Regions from separate parts of the Sus scrofa genome. Here region 1 is linked to region 2. The links are chromatin contacts, called in public HiChIP or PLAC-seq maps. All regions are on one chromosome and are shown on one strand. The core of a region is the stretch at or near the end of the contact, and the rest is flanking DNA. Distances in the headings are between cores, read along the strand shown. Region 1 holds the start of HEG1 (protein HEG homolog 1). Region 2 overlaps SLC12A8 (solute carrier family 12 member 8).

Region 1 (5,766 bases), core at 2,485-4,984, 73 kb before region 2:
GCTGGGCTCACAAGCGCTTCCTTACTCTAGGGAGCTGCATTTTTTTAAGATTATTATTCCTTGGGCTGGTGCTCAACTTCTCAGCGTCATTTCCCCTTTGGGTGGGAAAGTTCTTTCCTTCTGCACTGATTTTCGTTATGACTTAAGCCTCCCCTCCCATCTCCTCCCCCACCCGGCGCATTTGCCGATCTCACAATTAAAGCCTATGGATTGCAAAAGTCAAAGTGTATAAACTTAAGCACTCAGCTTAGAACTGTGGCTCGGCTCAGAAACTCTGAATTGTTAAAAGAAAAAAAAAAAAAAAAAAACCCAAAAACCCACACAGTGAGGAAAACGAAAACCTCGAGGACCTGGCATCTCTATCTGCACTGGCTGAACACCAAGGTCAGCTGAAGAGCCTGTGGGTGACAGGTGGGCGCAAAAGTTTAACAAAGGACACACGAACGGGAAGGGGTGGGGCAGTGCTGCCAGCCACGGACGTGTGGTCTAAGGCAGGCAAATGACCCACAGGCAGAATACAAGTACGGTTACTCAACAGTGAGAACCTTGAACTCTGCAAGAGGAAAAGGGCTAGAAATGGCCCAGGGAAGAAAAGGACATCATCTCTTGTCCCTGCTGTTGACACTGTTTTTGGAAACCCAGGTCACGAGAACCAGGCACTGACCACGAGCATCCTCGCAGCAGAAGGGGCAGCAGGCGGTTTTCCCAATAATCAAATGCAGCACCTCATTTGTAAGATGCAGGGCTCATTACCTCAGGAGCAAGCCCCCTGCCCCCACCCGCACCCCAGCACAAAAGCGTTGGTGCAGAGCCTGGCTGGCCATCTGTCAGGGGTGCTGAGACAGCAGATACCCACATGGGATGCCATGTGGACCAGAGGGTCTCTGGAGACCCCTGCAGTGTCGAGACATCACTGCCTTGGGAAACAACTGATTGTGTCCTGTAGTACATGGTGGCTGATCAAAAGGGTCCAAAGAAGATCTCAGAGGTTCTTAAGAAGCTCAGACTCACTGAAATCACTTAAGGCTGGCTTTCTTGTCCATTGTTTCTTTTTTCCCTCCAAGTGACATTGTTTGGGCCACCACAAGAAAAGAAGCACAGGGGCTCCCTGGATCCTCAACCATATTAGTGAATTTAGTGAAATGAGACGTTTTCAACAAGTAATTCATTTCCTCTCTTCTAGGCTCTCCTTCCTGACATCCCACCCAAGATCCAGCTTTAGAGCAGCTCAAGTGCAGTCACTCCTTAGGTGGTCTTTGTTGGGGCACCAAGGGAAATCCTCTTAGGTAAGAGAAATTTTGGATCAGCCAGCTCCTGCCTACCTGTTCTCTGTTTTCGCCAGGGTCTCATGCACCTGAAACCTCCATCGCTCTCCCCCTGCAAAATGAATCTTTGCAACTGGGCAGGTGCCAAAGCCAAGACTAGCAGAGCTACCAGCCACACCTGTGAGGAAGTGTGGGTCACTTATGGTGGCGGGGTGGGGGTGGGGGTGGGGGTAGGGTGTCCCTGACCAGCAAGGGAGATCAGCCCCAATTCTTACCTGCCGAGTCCCGTAAACCAGCTGTCTCCACAGTCCCTCTCCCTGTAACACCTAGCTCTCTGTCATGCATGGGGTCTCTCAGATATAAGAGAAGGAAGGAGACGCATGTGCCAGCCTCATCCAGCCAGCCCCAACATGTCAGCTTCCTTCCCACCCACCTCCTAACAAGATCAGGCCCTAAGAAAGCCTGACTGCCGCCCAGCGAGAGTTGCCCCCAGGTCCTGAAAAGGCCTGAATCCCCTGTACCCCACTTCCCATTTAGAAGACTCACACATTCCTGCAGTATTCTGTACTTAGGTTTCTAACATAAGAAAGCCAGGAAATGTTCTCTTTATGTTCTTGAGTCCTTCCCGTGGAACGTAAAACAATGTACGCTGTAAGTCACCTAGAGTTGGGGTCATGGTGGGTGTGTCTCCCGCAGACCTTTAGAAGCTTTTTTCTCCTCTCTCTTCCCTTACGGACCCCTCACTTTCTCGATCGTGTGCCCGTGATGGAGAAGGTCACAAAGACAAGGCTTTTGCAATGATGGGAGTACTACTGCATAGAGCTGAGTTTTTATGAGAGGATCTGATTATTTTCTAAGCTTTTTTTTTTTTTTTTTTTTTTTCTTGTTTGATGGGAGGAGGCATCTCTCGGGGCAATGAAGCAAGTGAATTCCTATCCCAGGAAGTTTGTGTGACATGAGACACTTAAATGAAGTGTCCAGCAGGACGATGAAATCTTCTCAGCCTTCACCTCAACTCCAGGTCAATACCTATCCTGGCATCTCTGAGAGAATGTATGCCTTGCATCACTCCCAGGAAGGCAGCGGCCAACACAGCCCTGCTGACTTTGTTCAAAGCACTTTCCACTTATTTTTACTTTCATTTTGTCACATCATCATCAGGAGGCCAGGAAGAGTGGGTCTCATTACTTCCATTTCACAGATGGAGAGGCTGAGATCCAAAGAAGTGACAGTCCCCAGGTCACAAAGATATTATGGATAGAATTCCACTTAGTTCTTTGCATTTCTCCCAGACCTAAAGAAGCAACTGAATTAAAAGGTCCAGAGGAGAGAGGACAGGTCCCTCTCTGAGCAGACAGGCAGTGGCTGGGTATGGAGCAGCGCTCTCAGGAACCAAAAGGAGAGGAAAGACGTTTGCATTGCGGGGCTTCACCTTGGAACCCCCCACCCCCGGCCCTACCAGCCTCTTGCTTTAGAGTGATTCAGTAGAGTTTGGTTTCCAGCTACACCCTTTTGCCCTTTACAAATATCCTCAAGGCTAGAACCCTACAGTCACTTATTTAAATCTGAAAGTCAGCCTCTGTACCAGGAGAGGCCCTTTCTGTATCTATAGGAAAGAATGGAATTGTGGAACGGACTGGCCAGTTGTTATCACCTCCGAAGTGGGAGAGGCTCTTTGTAAGGTTCGGAGGTATTTCTCTTTCTTTTTTTTTTGTTAAGGTAGGTGTACGGGGGGTCCAGGGTACACCATGGCAGATAAGTTTTCTTCCAAGGGGTAGAGAGAGAACAGGATGGTCACACACACCCCAGTCCAGCCGGCGGCGAAAGCGGCTAGGAAACCACTCTCCCAGCTCGCTGCCCTCCCTCCCACCCCAACCCCAAGGGTCCCAGCGCGCGAGGGGAAGCGGAGCCCCCACCGGGGCTGAGCGACGCGGAGGGGCCTAGGGCTCTGGGATGCAGCCCTGGGCGCGCCCACGCCCCCAGCCCGAGGCTCGCGCGGCGCTGGTCCCTGGCACTCACTCACCGGTGCTCCCGCCTCGGGGGACTCGGCCCGAAGGTTCGGGCCGCGTCGCGGTGCCACGCACAGCGGCTGTCCAGCGGTGGCCCGTAGGCGCGGGCCCGTGGCGCTCCGGGGACAGCGCGGGCGGCGGCGGCGGCGGCGGCGGCTCGCTCTCGTTGCGGGGCTTGGGGGCGGCCGGCGGCGGCAGTAGCAGCAGCGGTAGCAGCAGCAGCAGGAGCGGCGGCGGCGAGGCCATGGTGGCGGCGCCCGCCCGCGCTCACATGCCCGGCGCGCGGGTGGGCGCGGGGCGGCCACGGGTGCGAGGGAAACGGGCGGCGGGTGCCGCGCCGGGCTGGGGAAGTGAGCGAAGTGAAGCTGCAAGCGCGGTCCCCGCCTCAAAAGTTGTGGGGAGCCGCGGGAGGGAGGTCGGGGGCCGGGCGGGCGCGGCGGAGGCGGCCCCGGCGCCGCTACATGCTGATTAGCCCGGGCGGGTCGCGGGGCGGGCGGCTCCTCCTCGGGTTGACATCACCGGCCGAGCGCGGCCGGGCTCGGCCGGGGCGGGGAGAGGGCAGGAAGGGGGCGGGGGCCGGGCCCGCGAGCGCCGGCCTGGGACTGCGGGGGGAGGTCCTCGGAGCCGGTGACCTCGGACACACACACACGCACACCCACCCTCCCCACCCCGATTAGTATTGCCTTGCTATTTGCAGAAAATTTAGAAAACCCGAGTCCTCTGAATCGGGGACCAGAATTTCTCAGCTCCTTAAATGCACAATCGGTGAAAAGCAGGTACTGGGTAATGTGATTACCATTAAGTAGATCATACAAAGTGCTTTGATATGCGAGGGCAGTGGAACCTGTGCCCCTGCTTCCCATCCCTACTAATCTTAGCCACCCCCCACTCCCATACACACACCCCCTACCGCCTGCCGCCCCCCCTCCACCTCTCCTCCAGGCCCCAGGGCTGGGGTTGAGTTGGCTGTAGCCAAGCCTAACACCACACCCTGCAGCCATCGCGGGAGTCATCCTACACCCCCCCACCCACGTCCTCTCAAACCTGGAGTCCATCCCCAGCCCACCCCTGCCTTTGGCTCACACCACAGTTCTGCAGAAATGTCATGGCCGGGACACCCAAACAGGCTGCAGGGAAAAGAAAACTGTGAATTCAGGCAGGGCTAGGGCAAACTCATATCTGGAAATGGGCCGCGGATAGCAAATTCAACAGAAGGATGCACAGAGATCCCTGAATTTTAAATGGAAACCTTTCCGGGGAGAGATTCAAAGATTTAGTTTAGACAGATTTCCCTGGTAAATAAAGTTCCATTTGTGTCCCTATCCCCTCTGTTGCCAGGATATAGAAGATAAAATGTCTACATTTTAAGACTGTACTCTAAGCCTCTGCATTTCCAGGTGAAAAGGGCTCCAAATGGGAGAGTAACTTGCTCAAGATTCTGAAGCTATTCCCAAAGATGAAGGGATTAATCTCTGAAGGACCATGTGGCATTATTAATTCTGGTCCTACAATTTGGAATTTGCAATAATGCAGACAATGTGCCAACTGAGATGAATCCTGGAGCTCCTGGGGATCTCATCAGTTCCAATGGGGACCCTGTGTGACCACAGATGCTCAGGAAACTGTGAGTGTGGACTTCCCTTTCAGGCCTGTCTCCACCTCATTTCTCCCCTCCTCTCTATTACTGTCTCTGGGAGTCATGACCCTGCCCCCTTCAGGGCAATGAGCAGATCATGGTGTCTAGGGCAGCTGCAAATGGGCTAGGCCCACTCTCTGGTGATTCAGTCCACATGAGTCACTTGGCACAAAACATAAAGGATGCTGTGTATATACAAGCTCACCTTAAGCTGAGGAGTGAGGGGTAACAATTTGGTTTTATTTTGTTTCGTTTTTAAAGAACCACAAAACAAACCCAGCTTTCCAGGGCTCTCAAGCAGAATTTCCAGGTCTTTCCAAGAAAATATCAGACAATGACACCTCTGTAAGTAACGTGGTTTGCTCTCATGGACCCAGTTCAACTTCTCAGGATCCCACTTCCCTATGAACAGGCAGCACTGCCCAGCAGCCCGGAGGCAGTCAGACAAACCCCAACACGCCAAGGCAACATGCTCAGAGGTTCTGGTCATGGCTGCTCGCTCTCTTCCTCAAAGAACATTTCACATAGCCCGGCTTGCCCTTCTGGTAACATGTGAGAATTTAGTGGCCCTTCGAGGTTTCTGGTGTGGATATGGAAATGTCTTCACTACCAAGGCCCAAGGAGCAACCATGCACCAGATTCGCCTCCCCCATCTTCCCTCTGCCTAGAGAAGGACCCATTTCAGGTAAGATGGGAGATGCTTAACCTGGGAGTGAGGGGTGGAGTAAGGGAAACACAGGAGAACGTGGAAAGATTGATCATAGCAAAGATGGACCCCAGCACAGTTTTCAGATCCTCCTAGGACAGAAGAAGAAAAATACAAGGGAGAGTTGGAAGCAGATAGAACCCTGAAAGA
Region 2 (5,560 bases), core at 838-3,337:
ACCACCGCCTTCGTCGAGCACAGCGCCAGCAGACTGTCTTCACTGCTGCCTGTCATCACAGTCATACTTCCCACCCTATTTTCTTTTTTGAAACTAAAAATGAAAATTTGTAAGGGGGGAAAAAAGCCTGATCATTTTTTCTAGGCTTTTCTGGTGTCTGTTAGTTGTTTATTAAAGGACTACTTACTCTTTCTTAAAGAACTTCCAAGCTTCCTCCTGGGAGCTTCTTGATCCAAATCTGTGACCTCAGAAGCCCTCGATTTTCTCTTTCCATTTGTTTCTCTGCTGCCTGGTTTCTTTCATCTTTCAAAAAGTTCATAAATGTATTATTTCTCTTTTCCATTAAGGCAGAACGCCCAGGCACTGAAGTGACGGAGCCTTACCTGCTGCCTTTTGTTGCTCTTTGGAGGCAGTGTGGCTCTGAGCCTCAGCCTCCTCATCTGCAGATGGGGATAAGATTACTGACCTCGCAGGAGATTTATAAGGCATCTAGCAGGGCACCTGGCACCTAGTAGGTGCTAAAGAAATGCCTACTCAGGGAAGAGGGCTCCTTTTCTCGCTCAGAATCCCCTTGGGTTCCTAAGGACTCTGGCTGCCTCTCCTTACCTTCCACCTGATTTCTAAAACACCACTCCTCCTCCACATCTGGCTGATTGGTTTGTTTATTCAGCTGATCCTATAGGAATCTTTCATCCCCTCTTGCACTCTATTCTTGGAGGCCAAACTTGTCCCCCACCCTCTCGATGCTCAGGAGACGCTGCTGAGACAATGTCAAAAAATGGGACATTCGGACGCTGAGACTCCAACAAGGTTTGCTGGCTTCTGTGTCCTCTCTTCCAGCATCCTCTCAAAAGCACATGGAGCAATGGGGTTCATCATTTTCTGTCTGCATGACCTTGGGAAATCACCTGTCTGTATTCTTGTTTCCTCATCTGTAAAATGGATTAGTCATAGAACCCATGGGAGGATCCAGGCTCTGTGGGGCCTGAAACTTTTTAAAAAAATACAGAGTTATGAATAGGGCCTTAGATGGAGATCATGCAAGCGAGGGACCCTAAAGCCCAGACTTCATTAGCTTCATGGTAAACCTGCATCTGACAGAAGCAGTGGGGCCAAGTTGAGGTTTGAATGAAAGACTACTGTAACATGCTCAGCACGGTGCTCGATGTCATCCGCTATTGTAGTGATAAAGATTATTACAGATGTTCTAATAATTTTGATAAAATTATAAACTAATGCTATAAGTGAAACTGCAAAACACACAAGCAAAATAATGATAAAGCTTCCTTCCTTTCTCCTGTTCCTATTCACATGTCTGTCACAATGCAGTGGGGTGCGTGGGGTTTTAGAATAATGTACTTCATTGTGGCTTTTTGTTCCTTAAACCAGGACCCCGTTCTGGCCCAGCAGGTCCTTGTTCTCTCATTCACGAGACACATAACTTAGGAGGAGACCTAGGACATACCTTGGGAGGAGATGAATGCAGAAGGGAGCCTGGAGGCAGGGCCAGGGCTGATGCTCAGAGCTGAGCATCCCAGAGACTCTGTGTGTGTGTGTGTGTGTGTGTGTGTGTGTGTGTGTGTGTGTGTGTGTGTGTGTGTGTGTGTGTGTTAGGGTGGAGGGGGGTGAGGGGTGGAATCAGGCACAGGGAGGTCAAAGGGTGTCACAGAAATAGCAGGGCTCTGGACCACAAAGGTAACTGTGGATATTCTGGTAAAGGCTGCTGGTTTCCCCGCTACATTTTTATGCTGGGTGTGGTCAACCACAAGAGGCCCTCATCCCTTCCAGTAAGAGTTTGAGATTTGAGGACGAGGGTTACATGACTTCACACAATGGTATTATTCCTAGTGAATTTCCATTTCCTAGTTCCTCCATGTATTTACCGTGGATCCGTGGAGTGGCTGCATGTGTGTGTGTGTAAACCCTATAGGGAGAGACGTTTGTTTTTCAGGGAAGTTTGCTGGTATACCTCGGGGAAAGAAAGCACTTTCAGAGAGAAAGCAAACGCAGAGTCTTCCAAGGCCCCAGCCCCACCCTGCAGCCCCCACCACAGGGCGTGGTGCAGCGCAGTGAGAAGGACAGACTGAGACCTTGCTTCAGAAACCCAGAGGAGCCACGGAAAGCCCCGGCTTCAGCTGCTCTTCCCAGGAGGTCTCCTGCCCCTGGGATAAAAATCTCCAAAGTAACCTAAATAAAATGTCATTGGCCAGAGATGAGGATGCGGGGCAGGGGACTGAAGTGTCCGTTCTTCTAAAATCCTCTCCCCTGCCTACAATCTGGAGGTTCTCTTATTCCAGAAAAGGATGGCGTTGGAGGGAGCCCCAGCCATGACTCACTCAGAGCTAATCCTTGGCAAATCCATCACCATGGAAACTGCCAATCATCCATGCTTTTCATAGCTTAATGGAACATCTGCCAGGGGAAAGCCAAGCGATACAAATTGCTGACCTGCCTACCCTGTTTACACTGGGACCCCCTGAAAAACAGAGGGAGCCAGGGAAGGCAAGTCTCCACAGCAGGATGGTGGCCCAACTCCAGTCACTAATTAGCTGGGTGACCTTCCACGATCTTTCATAAGTTCTTTTGCCTTCCTCCTTTCCCCGGTGGTCAAATAAAGGGTCAGATCAGTGATTCTCAACCTGGTTGTGCCTGGAGGGGGTGGGGAGTGGGGTGAGGTAAAAGAGGCTTGTGTAGACAGCTTATTCAATAGTATCATTTCATATTTGGAATATTACAAAATGATTTTTTTATAATTTAAGCCACAAAAAAATAAAGCTTGATGAGTATTCTCAGGCAGCAATCATTCCCAAAGGAAGGACAAAGACACCTCTCTCTGGTCCAGGGAGGCACATGAGAATTTCCAGGGTCGTGCGGTTTTCAGTATGATTACCAAAAATGAAGATGGAGTAAAAGACAAAACATTGACAGTTGCTGGACCAGCTGATCTGGAATGTTATTCCAGCTCAAGCACTAGGCTTCCAAGCTCAGGCCACTGTGAACTCCTTACTGGAAGAGGACATGAGGGAGGGGGGGCTCCCCACCCCCTCCCCCTTCCAAACCGGGCTTCTCTTAAGGGACAATGTGCTAGCAGCGTGGAGGAGGCCTGGCAGGGTCCCATGGCTGAGGTAACCTCCCCAGGGGTGCTGGCCGCCTCGGAGGCCCACAGCCCTGCCTCAGGGGTCACTGCTAACCTGGCACCCGTGCCCAGCGGTGCTTGACTCACGGCCAGGCCTGAGGAAACACACACTTGGGTGGGAAGCTTCTTGGAGGGTTGGTGGGGAGGCTGGAAGTAGATGGTGATGAGGATGGGGGTGGGGGATGGGGAATGGGAGGGGCTGGAGAATACTCTCAGATGTTAACTTCTAAGATTTTTCCTCTATTTTATTTTCCCCTTTCCTTTTCTGTCCACTCAAGAGGAACTTGACCTTTATTCTACTGCCTTAGAGGAAATGCGTGGTGAAGCAGCAGCAGAATATGCCTGAGCACGGTTTGGGGTTCCGTTTCTCAGAAGCCCGGGCCCTTAGGAAATTGTACAGGGTTGAGGAAGCAGGAAAGAAGCTGCAGAATGACAGGGGAAAGCCTTGGGGGATGAAACCAGCATACTATATAGTTTGCAGAGCCCAGAACAAATAAAAATGTAAGACATCTGTTCAAAAATTATTACGAATTTGAGCCACAGTAAAGCATTAAACCAAGTATGGGGCCCTTCTGAGCTTGGGACCCAGCGTGAATGCCTACATCCATGCCTGTCCGCAAAGCTAGCCCTGGACAGCAATGTCCCCTTATTGGAACAGCGGATTGCCCCTGGAGCTGGGGAAGGAGAAAGGCCCACAGGATCTGAAACAACGGGGACCTGAGACCTATACCCTGGCAGCGCTGGTGGGAATCCGGCAAGATGCCAGAAAAGAGGGTCTGAGAAGTACACAGATTCTAAGCATAGGGTTCCCAGGCTCAGCAGATTTCCAGTCTCCCAAAGTAGCTCAGAAGCAGTTGAGAGCACAAACCTGAAGGGCTCAGCAGACGGGGCAAGGGGAGGGCCTGGCGCTGAGCACAGATGATGAAAGGCCAGAGCCCCTCAACACGCCTTGGCCCTCAGTAAGACTCTAGGACGCTGGGGCGGAATGGCAGGGTGAGGCGGAGACGCGATGAATGATGGACGTGCTTTCAGTCATCCTGGCAGAGGGCAGGCTCAGAGTCACTCTCTCTTTCCACTTCACTGAGATGAATGAAGCGCACTGTTTCTGGCGCACCTGGACTCGTAGAACAAGCTTCTATCTGCCACTACCGAGGCCCAGCTCCAGCCTCATTCCTGTGATTCCTGTGACCAAGCCTCCAAGGGGGGTCAGGTCTGAGCCGCTGCGGTTATCCAACCGAGAGATGAAGCTTGGACCAGAGTGGTCAGGTGGTAGAGATGGAGGGAAGCAGGAGGTAAAGGGGGCAAAGTTAGGAGAACAGGGCTTGGCGAGCACTGGTCAGGGAGAGGAGGGTCTCAGGAGTAAGTCTCCAGGAGCTGCAGGAACAACAGGGAGGGCTGCAGGGGCCATCTCCTGAGATCAGGAGTAGAGGAGGAGAACCAGTTGTGGGGGGAGGTGGGATGGGTTGGGTTCTAGGCATGCTGGGTCTGAGGTACCAACAGAGGATCTCACGTAGGCAACTGAACACATGATGTGAAGCTTAGAGAAGTCAGGGCTCGAGGCGTAAATGTGGGGAGTCGCCAGCTTTGGGGGTGGTCCCTGAACAATGGGCATGGCTGAGATCCCAAGGAAAAGAATAGAGAAAGAGGAGAGTTGGGGTCTGGGCCCAGACCGAAGAACCCCGACATTTAATGGGCAGGCAGAAGAGGATGCAGCTCCAAAGGCACGTGGGAGAGGTGGGGGAGCCAGGAGGGTGCTGCCTCCTCGAAGGCTCAGCAGGGAAGGAGAACGTGGAACACGGCTGGGAGGTCAGACACCCTGAGACCTTGTAACTGCTGCTGAGCTGAGAAACATGGAAGCCACGGACAACTTTGCAAAGAACCATTTCATTGGACAGATGGGCTTGGAATTCAAAATGGAGAGAGTGGGGCAGGAGGCAGGAGAACAGAGTGGGAGCACAAAGACCCGCAAGGGAATGAGGAGAGGCAAGAAAGGGCCCGTGGCTAGAGGGAGCAGTGGGATGCAGGAAAGCTGGTAAAGGCGCTTTCGTTTTATTTTTCATTGTAACAGCTTTACTGAGGTCGAACTAACATACCATACCCTACCTGTGTTTTTCTGAGTCTGTGCCCCGGGGACAAGCCCCGTCCCTAGCAAAGGGTTATTTCCTACGGAGACTTTGGTGTTAGTTTACCACCTTCCAGGCAGGGGCTGGAGCACAAGATTAAGAATTCTATAGGGACCTCCTCTGTGGAAGACTCCTCTCTGGCCACCGAAAGCGAGCAAGTCGGGGAGGAGAGTCAGCCATTGCCCCCCACATCCTGGTCTCACCCACAGCCAGTGTGGTAAGAAGACAATAGCATTTCTCCACCCCCCTGGGGGGAGACACAAGGGTGGCAAAAGGGAAAGTGGAGTTTCTAGACCAAGTC

The links. HiChIP or PLAC-seq counts read pairs in DNA pulled down with a chosen protein or histone mark.
Region 1: a contact with region 2 is called in an H3K27ac HiChIP or PLAC-seq map of skeletal muscle. The contact joins the promoter of HEG1 here to the enhancer-like site in region 2. A contact is called at or near these places in 7 of 47 Hi-C or Micro-C datasets (adipocytes, embryonic fibroblasts, fibroblasts and 4 more) and 1 of 2 datasets of contacts at active chromatin or transcription factors (skeletal muscle).

Annotation. Positions count from the first base shown.
Region 1 is chr13:135,266,534-135,272,299 of Sscrofa11.1, reverse strand. It overlaps HEG1 (protein HEG homolog 1), which reads right to left and starts at 3,734. Exons shown (of 17, transcript XM_021070219.1): 1 at 3,289-3,734. The coding sequence starts at 3,520.
Region 2 is chr13:135,192,293-135,197,852 of Sscrofa11.1, reverse strand. The region is part of intron 6 of SLC12A8 (solute carrier family 12 member 8); the gene reads right to left. Among named protein-coding and RNA genes, the nearest start is that of HEG1, 73 kb to the left of the region's middle. Within about 2 kb of position 2,087, at least 29 of the 83 cell types and tissues checked have an H3K27ac peak or open chromatin away from gene starts, as enhancers often do. A contact at or near this core is called in embryonic fibroblasts, retroperitoneal adipose tissue, skeletal muscle and 1 more, where this site is marked.